2 separate regions of the Mus musculus genome follow, and region 2 is linked to region 1. Evidence: chromatin contacts called from public promoter capture Hi-C data. All regions are on one chromosome and are shown on one strand. Each heading gives the region's core, a stretch centred on a gene start, on an enhancer-like site or on the middle of the called end of the contact. The rest is flanking DNA. Distances are from core to core; before and after follow the strand shown.

The links. Promoter capture Hi-C pulls out the DNA fragments that hold promoters and counts their contacts.
Region 2: a promoter capture Hi-C map of the SN4741 cell line shows a contact between it and region 1, with 2.4 times the contacts expected there. The contact joins the promoter of Pgm2 here to the enhancer-like site in region 1. A contact is called at or near these places in 7 of 39 promoter capture datasets (the 3T3-L1 cell line, the SN4741 cell line, embryonic stem cells and 4 more), 6 of 484 Hi-C or Micro-C datasets (CD4 T cells, the G1E-ER4 cell line, brain and 3 more), 4 of 115 datasets of contacts at active chromatin or transcription factors (embryonic forebrain, embryonic stem cells and extraembryonic endoderm stem cells) and 4 of 9 other capture datasets (adipose tissue, liver, macrophages and 1 more).

What each region holds. Positions count from the first base shown.
Region 1 is chr5:63,980,146-63,984,551 of GRCm38.p6, forward strand. No RefSeq gene overlaps it. Among named protein-coding and RNA genes, the nearest start is that of Rell1, 13 kb to the left of the region's middle. Within about 2 kb of position 2,341, at least 24 of the 459 cell types and tissues checked have an H3K27ac peak or open chromatin away from gene starts, as enhancers often do. A contact at or near this core is called in the SN4741 cell line and pancreatic islet, where this site is marked.
Region 2 is chr5:64,090,636-64,095,041 of GRCm38.p6, forward strand. Pgm2 (phosphoglucomutase 2) reads left to right here and starts at 2,304. Exons shown (of 14, transcript NM_025700.3): 1 at 2,304-2,453. The coding sequence starts at 2,349.

The DNA of each region.
Region 1 (4,406 bases), core at 1,091-3,590:
ACCATTGAGTCTGATTACATCTGGCTCAATATTGTTGGCAGTGAACACAGCCCCTGGTGCTGAGTCCGTTACATATTCAATAAAGTGTGTTTACCAGTATCTGACTTCCTTTGTGATGTGAATAAATTCAACAGTCCTGTGATGCTCATGTGAATCTAGATGACAACCTAAGCCAAGATCATTGTGCCAAGAACCGAGGAGATGAAAAGTATGAATTAGAGAAATATCCTAACACACGTGTGTGAAAAAGCCACAGTGAAAGCCATCACTGTGTGCGCTGACTTCAAAACTGGAAAGAAGAAAGGACACGTGAGCATGGATTTCTTCCTAACGAAGCTCGGCATGGTTTCTGAGTTGGAAGCGTAGAGAAATGATCAGCTGTAACTTCCCTAACAGAGAGTTATATTCAAAACTGACATCTGTAGGCAGTGCCGTTTGTTTCCCCGTCCATCTCTTGTAGCTGAGGACTCTCAAAAGTCAAAAGCAGTTTGATCCTGGCCAAGAGGGAGTAGACTGAAATGTCACTGGGGAAATTTGTGCTGGACCTTTCTTAAACAGTTGGCAGCTAAGGGGGAGGAAATATTGGATGATTGTTTGATTTTTGTGTTGTTGTTGTTTCAAAAAAATTATTTTTTGAGACAGAGTCTCATGTATCCAAGGCTCTGTTTGTGTTGCTTTGAACTCACTATGTAACCTAAGAAGGCCCTGAACTTCATCCTCCTGCCTCAACCTCCTGAGTGCTAGGATTCTAGCCAGGTACCATCATGCCTGGTTTATGCAGTGCTGGGACTGGACCCAAGGCCATGTGATGCTAGGCAAGTGTTCTACCAACTGAGCTAGAGCCCCAGTAGGGTGCTGCTTGGATGCAAAATGTGAACTGCCTCAAATACTGTCTACACAGAGGGGATTAAAATAAGAACTTTAAATTTCATCAACTGACCCTAAGGTAGATCGTCAAGCCACCAATAGGTAGCTAGGGTCCTGATTCTGGTCTGTAGCGTGTTCAAACACTTTAACATGGATGCTCTGAGTCAAGAGGACAATCAGGACATTGGCGGGAGTTGCCTCTATCATGACATTAGGCAACACTATCAAATGAATAAAAATTCTGGCTGTTTCATTGTTTAATCGTTCACTTTCTTTTTATCCTTCAAGAAGTACCCGCCTTACTAGACCTGGTAGGAAAGATCAGTGGTTCCAATTAACAGTAAGACTGAGGAAAGAGGAATTAGTGAAAGGCCATCTTGGAAAACTTAACAGGACCCCGTCTCGATACAAAAAAATTAAAACAAAACAAAAGATGGGGTGAGGGTGGGGCTATAGCTTAGGCTTCTTGATGACTAGGCCTTGCCGAATACTTGTGTGAGAAGGGAGCATTCGGTCTGCACTAGTATGTAGCCACTAGCCACACATGTGGCCACTGGACATCCGAAATAAGGTCAGTGAGAAAAAGAAAGGCAGTGTCAAATTTTTATTTAGTTTATATTCAGTTAAAGCTGAATGAAGTTGGCGGCTACCATACTGGAAAGCTCAACGAGGGAAAAGACGAACACATTTGAGCATGCCTGGGTTTACCAAGCAGCATTGTAAAGATAAACCACTATAACTGAAATATCTACACCCTCTCTAACTATCAGCACGTCAAATATCCTTGCGCTTCCCTACAGCACCTCCCCTCTGTCCATTATGTTGTATGATGATTGGTTTTGATAATTAGCAATATACAAATGGTATCTAAAAAAACTAGACAACTGGTATTTTTACTTTACACAAGGCATGGTGGTTTTAATCGCCGTAGAAGACACTCTCCTTTTATTGTTTTATTATTATTATTAATGTTAGTCAAGATTTCTCTGTCTCTCTGTGACCCTTGCTGTCATGGAACTCACTATGTGCAGACCAGGCTGGCCTCAGATTCACTGAGATGGCGTGCCTTTGCCTCCTGAGTGCTAGGATTGAAGGCTTGCACCACCATGCCCAGGTGACCTTAAAGACTTTTAAGAAAGTGTATGTGGTGAAGATGAATAAGGTTTTGCAGATATTTTGAGGTAGTTAGAGATGGAATGAATCTTGGGCAAATATGAATACCTCCCCGACCCCCATCCTCTCCCTCTGAGCAGGACATTTTACTTTGTATCTGAAGGCCTTAAAACAGACTCCTGTTGTTCAGTGTCCCACTCTGACACCTGAGGCAGTTCTGTGAGCCAGGCTCCTGCAGCGTGGTTCCAGCCTAGGAGTTCTTCCTTCCTATCCCCGGGTGAAGTGTCGGCAGAAGCGTTCTGCTGGAGTTGGATTCTTGGAATCCTTGTCAGCCTCCTGTTGGATCCGAGCCATCAGAGTCTCCCGGTTGCCTTCCTGAATGACCGCGCTTCTGCTGAGAGGGTTGATTGGCTCTGAGTCACACCTTAATCTTTTCAGCAAACAGTTTTCTCACTGCGTAGCTTTCTGTTCCCACAACAGGATATCTGGACGGAGTGAACAACTTTCCAGAACATCAGGTGCTTAATCCCCTTTTCCTTAACAGCTCGTTCCCTAATTTGTCCCTTTTGTCACTTGTTTTACTATAAAGAGCAAAGAGAAAGCAGGTGGAAACTTCCACTCTTTACTTGACTGTTCTGTCAGTTGATTTTATTCCTTACTTATTCTGCTTTGCACTCCGTACAGGAACCCATTTCACAGTCTTCTGCTACTTTGTAAGACAAATCAAGTTTCCTCCTGTGTATCCACAGGCATGTTCATCATTTTCTTCTAAGTCATCACCAGGAACCTTCAAGGCTCATCTTTCTACCCACTGTTTCTCCAAGGGAATCCAGGCTCTTTCGGTCACGGACTTCAGAATTCTTGATGTGTCTACTGAATATCCAGAGTAACTTCCATTTATAATATATACGGTGTTTTAGAAGTTCCCCACTTCCCAGTGTTTGTATTGATGTCTTAGCGTATCTGTAGCAAAATGGCACAAACTGCTTGGCGTAACAGCAGGCATCCTTTGTCTCACAGATCTGGAGGGTTCTGCTCCCTCTGAAGCCTTTAGGAGAGGATCCTTGTCTCTTCCAGCTTCCATTATCCCCAGGCATTCCCTGATCTGGTCTGTTTCTTCTCCCCTTATGAGGACACCAGGTCATATGGTGCTAAATACCTACCTTACTCCACTATGACTTCATCTTAGCTAATTAAGTCTGTAATGACTCTATTTCCAAATGAGGCTACATTCTGAGCTACTAGGAGTTAGGACTTCAACATATCTTTAGTGGGAACACAATTCAATCTATAACTAGATAGATGATAGATGATAGATAGATAGATAGATAGATAGATAGATAGATAGATAGATAGATAGATGATAGATAGATAATAGCTCTTCAGAAATGTATACTGAAGGGCACAAGAGAAAGAACAGAAACATGAAGCACTTCTACGAGCTCTGCCTGAAGTCAATTTGCTACTGTAAGCTTGAGGATGGATGAGAAAGGGCCAATCAGTGAAGGCTGGCACTTCTCTGGAGTGTAGCATGGGAAAACGTGAGAATTGAGGTCATTAGTACACTCAGCTCACTTGAATGGGTTTAGTCTGTGCTTCCTTGATTGATATGGAAGTTGAACACCTTTGCATATATGTTTATTGGCCATTAATATTCCGTCTTTTTTTGTTTGTTTTTGTTTTTGTTTTTTCTCTGTATAGTCCTGGCTGTCCTGGACTCACTCTGTTGACCAGGCTGGCCTCGAACTCAGAAATCCGCCTGCCTCTGCCTCCCAAGTGCTGGGATTAAAGGCGTGCGCCACCACCGCCCGACTTATATTCCATCTTCTAATATGAGTATTTGTGTCTTTTGTCTACTTATACATTGACCTTAATTACTCTCACATTGACCTCTATCTAATACTGTGTGTGATGTGAAGTAAGAGTGTGCTTGCTTGCTTGGCCTTTGCCCAATGACCTGCCTTCCTGGCTAAACCCATCACGAATCAAGCTTCTGTGACCACGATGTCTGTCCTCAGCATTTACATTCTACTCTCCAGATCCCTTTTGCAGGCAGCGCACTTCCACACTCGTGACTCAGAAATCATTGTTTGTATCTGTGATGACAAGTGTCTGTGTGTTTTGCTCTTGTTCCAAAATATCCTGACTATTCTTGACAGTTCCTTTTCACTTTACATTTCAAGATCAGGTTATCAAATTCCATGAAAAGACTGTAATTTTAATTTTTTTAATCTTATTTTTTTTTTTTTTTTTTTTTTTTTTGGTTTTTCGAGACAGGGTTTCTCTGTGTAGCCCTGGCTGTCCTGGCACTCACTTTGTAGACCAGGCTGGCCTCGAACTCAGAAATCCGCCTGCCTCTGCCTCCCGAGTGCTGGGATTAAAGGCGTGCGCCACCACGCCCGGCTTTAATCTTATTTTTAACGATG
Region 2 (4,406 bases), core at 1,054-3,553, 110 kb after region 1:
TCACTCTGTCTGAACTCTAGCTGGCTGGTTGGACTCAGCTGTTCTGGCTTAAACTCCTCTTCAAGTTGACTGATTCAATCTGGCATCTCTCTCAGCCTCTGACTTTTTGCTTGGCTTGGCCTCATACTAACTGACACTCTGTTGTCATGTGGCTCTTTCTCGTTGACTAACTCCGTCTTTGCCTGTGTGTAGTTTGTTCTCCCTCTCTCTACAACCTGTCTCTATAACTGTCCTAGTAAGCCTGCCCTCTCCCTTCTCTCTCTGCACTGTTCTCTCCTAAGTAGCCTCTCTTTCCTCTCTTCTGTTCTGTCAAGTCTTTCTCTGATTCATCACTTTGTCTGCCACTCAACTAGACATCACTTTCAAACATGGGTGCTTCCTTCTACAAACTAACCTTACCTTCACTGTTTGGGATTAAAGGTGAGCACTAGGGTTGTGTCTGTATCCCAGCCAGAGGGGTTAAAGGTGTAAAGGTGTGTGCTAAAACTGAGTCACACCACAACTAGAAACAGGTTTCTCCAGTAAACAACTTAAGCTCAGAGTTCAGAGTATGATTAAATATCCTGCAACAAAAGGCACTTGCCACCAAGCTTGACAACCTGAATTCGATCCCTAGGACCTCTATGGTGGAAGAAGAGAAATGACTTCCTAAAGTTATCCTTGTATTTCCATATGTATGGCACAGCACACACACACACACACACACACACACACACACACACACACCGTAGATAAATGTAGTTTTTTAAAATTTCAAAATTGAGACATAACTTATAGCTGGTAACCATGGTTCTAAGTTTTGACGAGCACCTGGATCCAGGAAATCACAAACCCAGAGTCGCTTCCCTTAACCCCCAGTGACCTTTGCAGTGAATCCCCATATCCAGTTCTGGAAAATACTGATTTGTTTTCTTTCTTTGTGCTTTTCTTAGTCAGTGTCTGTCAGACCCAATGTCTGTCAGAGGTCTGAATTCTTTCACTCTATGGGATGGTTGTGAGCTACATCCATGAAGTTGTATACAGTTCTTCATTCTCACTGGGCTGTGTAACTCATGGCTTATCGATCATCATTTATGTATATGATTTAGAATGAATATACCACTACATATTTATCCATTCTATTGTTGGCAATCTGGATGTGTATGGTTGGAGCTTTTTGCGACTAAATCTGCTAGAAACCTTTTAAAAAGTTGTGTGTGTGTATGTGTGTGTGTGTGTGTGTATGTTTGTATTTTGCCTGCATACATGTCTATGCACCATGGATATATATGACAATGGAGGTCTGAAAAGGATGCAGGATCCCCTGGAACTGGAGTTTCAGACCATCCTGAGCAGCCATGCTAGTGCTGATAATCAAACTTAGGTGCTCTGGAAGAACAACCCGTGCTCTTAACTGCTTTGGATTTTTTTTGTTTAATTGTTTTTTCTTTCGTTTTAGGGTTGTTTGTTTGTTTGTTTGCTTGTTGAGACGAGATCTCACACTGGAACCCACGGTGAACTGGAACTCACTTTGTAGGCCAGGCCCTGAACTCACAACAGTCCCAACAGTCGGGACTGCAGGAGCGAGGAAGGCATCATGTGCGGCTCAGAACCATTCTTGCTTGTGCTTCCCCGTGCCCAGCCAGGTGTGCACATACATCACCCAGCTGACCTGGAATTCTCGTTTGTGTGTGGCGACCTCAGGCGGATGAGTCGACATTCTTTTTACATTTTCTAGTGTGAAAATCCAGTTGACCCGGTGCCTTGAAATTACAACTCGTCCTTCCGGTTGCTCTTCTGACATAAACTGTCTTTGCAAGTGTTATCTCATTTCTGGCTCGTTGGTCTATTTGATTTATTTCCCACTTGGCTCTTCTTTTTCAAGATTTGTTTCCCCCTCTGCTATTCTCTAATTTAATTTACATTTTGAGATAGGATCTCCCTATGTACCCCTAGTTAGTCTAGAGTTCACTATGTAGATCAGATTGGCCTCTAACTCACAGAGACCTGCCTGCCTCTGCCATGTGGCTACTGGCCTGCGCCAATGTGCTCTGCTTCCCAGCGCAGTCAGACTAGCATCTCAGGTGTGATGGGCACCAAATGCATACTTGATGTTTGCTGGAGGACCCTGGGTATGTAGGGCCTAGGAGACTAGAGTAAGGCGAGCCTCCAGCTCTCCTAACAACAAAGCACTCCCCAATTGCCTGGCCCTCCGGGAAGCACACCCACTAATGGCGAGTCTGGAACCGGGCGGGGCTGCTGCACGTCCTCTTCCCTCCGGCTCTCTGACTACGCCTCTTTCCCCGCCCTCTCCCCGCCCCTCCAGAAGGGTGACCCGGCCTCCTCCGCCCGGTTGTGACTGCTGCGGGATGGCGGCGGCGACACCGACAGAGACACCGGCTCCGGAAGGCAGTGGCTTGGGTATGGACGCGCGACTGGACCAGGAGACCGCGCAGTGGCTGCGTTGGGACCAGGTAAGGGCCGATCTCCGGCTCTTCGGTTCTCGGGCGCCGTGGCTTGTCCGGCAGGGAGCCGGGCCCAGCTTCCTTCTTTCCTTCCCTGCCTCGCCACACGGTGCCTGCTCGGCATAAGCTGTTGCGGGACTGGAGACAGCTGTGTGGCTCGCCCGGCTGCTAGACCCGGTAGAGGAGCGAGCTGGGGGGCGGGGAGTGGGGTGGAGAGTGAATGTAGCGGGCCTGGGACCCGGGGTAGTCCACGCACGAGAAGGTTTTTGAGGTTCTGTGATGGGCTGAGCATCTTCATCCATTCAGAATCCGCTCTGTCCCGCCTTTCCCGGGACCTGGACTTCTCCACAGTCCAGACCACCTTTTCTGATTTCATGGATACTACCGGGTCCCTGATGGGCCAGGCTGACAGGGAGTTTTCCAGAGAACATACACTCCACTGGGAAGGTGACAGGGAACGCTTTGGCCCCAGCTGCGCCTTTCCCCTGTAATGTCTTAGTCAGTCGGCCAGCTCCGGACATCACTTCCTTTGCCCTCTACAAGTTCTCTCTGACCTGTGCTTTCGCGTGTCCTGTTGCTTTCCCGCAATGTTCCTCTTGCCGGTGTTCTGCTGACTTTATTTCTCTTGTCGTTTTTCCTGTGTGAACTTAGCGGATCTTTCCTGTCTCCCAAGTGCAACTCAAACTCTCTCTCTAGACAGCCCAGGCCTTTGGTTCCCTGCTCTTCCTGGAATTGAAAGACAATCCCTTACAGGCTTGTTTGTTTAAAATTTGTCGGTATCCAGGGCTGACTTCAGGAGGTGAGACCCACGCAGATCCACTGAACCTGTACTCAGGGAAGGGCCCAAGCCGTATTTTAAAGCACTACTTTGAGATTCTCTATTGTTAAACACGGAGTCTTTCGTTCTAATTGTGCACTGGCCCCCCCTGAAAATTATGTAGCTGGTGCTGTGTGTCTCTGCTGCTTTCCGTGGTCTATAGTACCGTAGTACCGTAGTGCCGTACTGCATGTCTATAGTTGGTCCCTGAAACATTTGGTGACTGGATAGAGGCTGGAAGGCTCAGCAGAGGCCTTTGCTCGCTCACACCTAGAAAATGAATAGTCAGGCCATCCTGGAAACAGGATGGCAGTGCTAGCGCCTCATGGGAGGTTTTGTTTTGCTTTGTTGTGGATTTTTTTTTTCCTGGAAACATAAAGCATTCCAGGATGTTTAAGGGGAGGAAACTGTTTCCATTTCTGATCACTTAATAACTTGCATTGTGTAGCTGTCCTAACACCTCAGCTAAGAAGTCTTGTGTGTGTTATTGGGCTCTTGTACCACTTGACTAAGTGTCTGACAGAGACTGAAGGGGCGGGAAAGAACTGCTCTGCTCACACTCTGAGATGCTCTTATCCTTCATGGTAGAAAGGAGTAGCAGAGCTGTTGGCTAAGGAGCAGAGAAAGGGGGAATACAGGAAGAGGCCATTGAGGAAATATACCATCCTGTGACAAGTCCCAGTATCCTCGATTCTCCAACTTGCTCCCAGTTCCCACCATTTGTCACCTCCTCATAATCCCGGCATATTATGGATCCATCAAAGGAGGGACCCTTTGATCCCATCAGAGCCTGGGATCTATTGGTCTTCAGAAGGTACTTCACAGATGGGCTCAGAAGTGAGCAGAAAATGTAATTACTGTAGAACATGGAATCTGTCTTGGATGTCCACGGTACCTCCGTGGAAACTTGTCCTTTTCTCCTCTGGAGATGCTTCAATGTTCTTTTCCCAATCCGAGGTGTGTCTTTGTGGTGTATGGCTGTGTCTGTGTTCATGTGCTTGTGTGTAGCTGTGTGGGCACCTGTGGTGCATGTTTGTGCAGAGAGGCCAGAGGCTGAAAGTACCTTCCTCATTCATTCTGCTTTAGCTAGGGTAGAGTTAGTTGTTGCTGTGAAGAGACACCATAACCAAGGCAACTCTTATAAA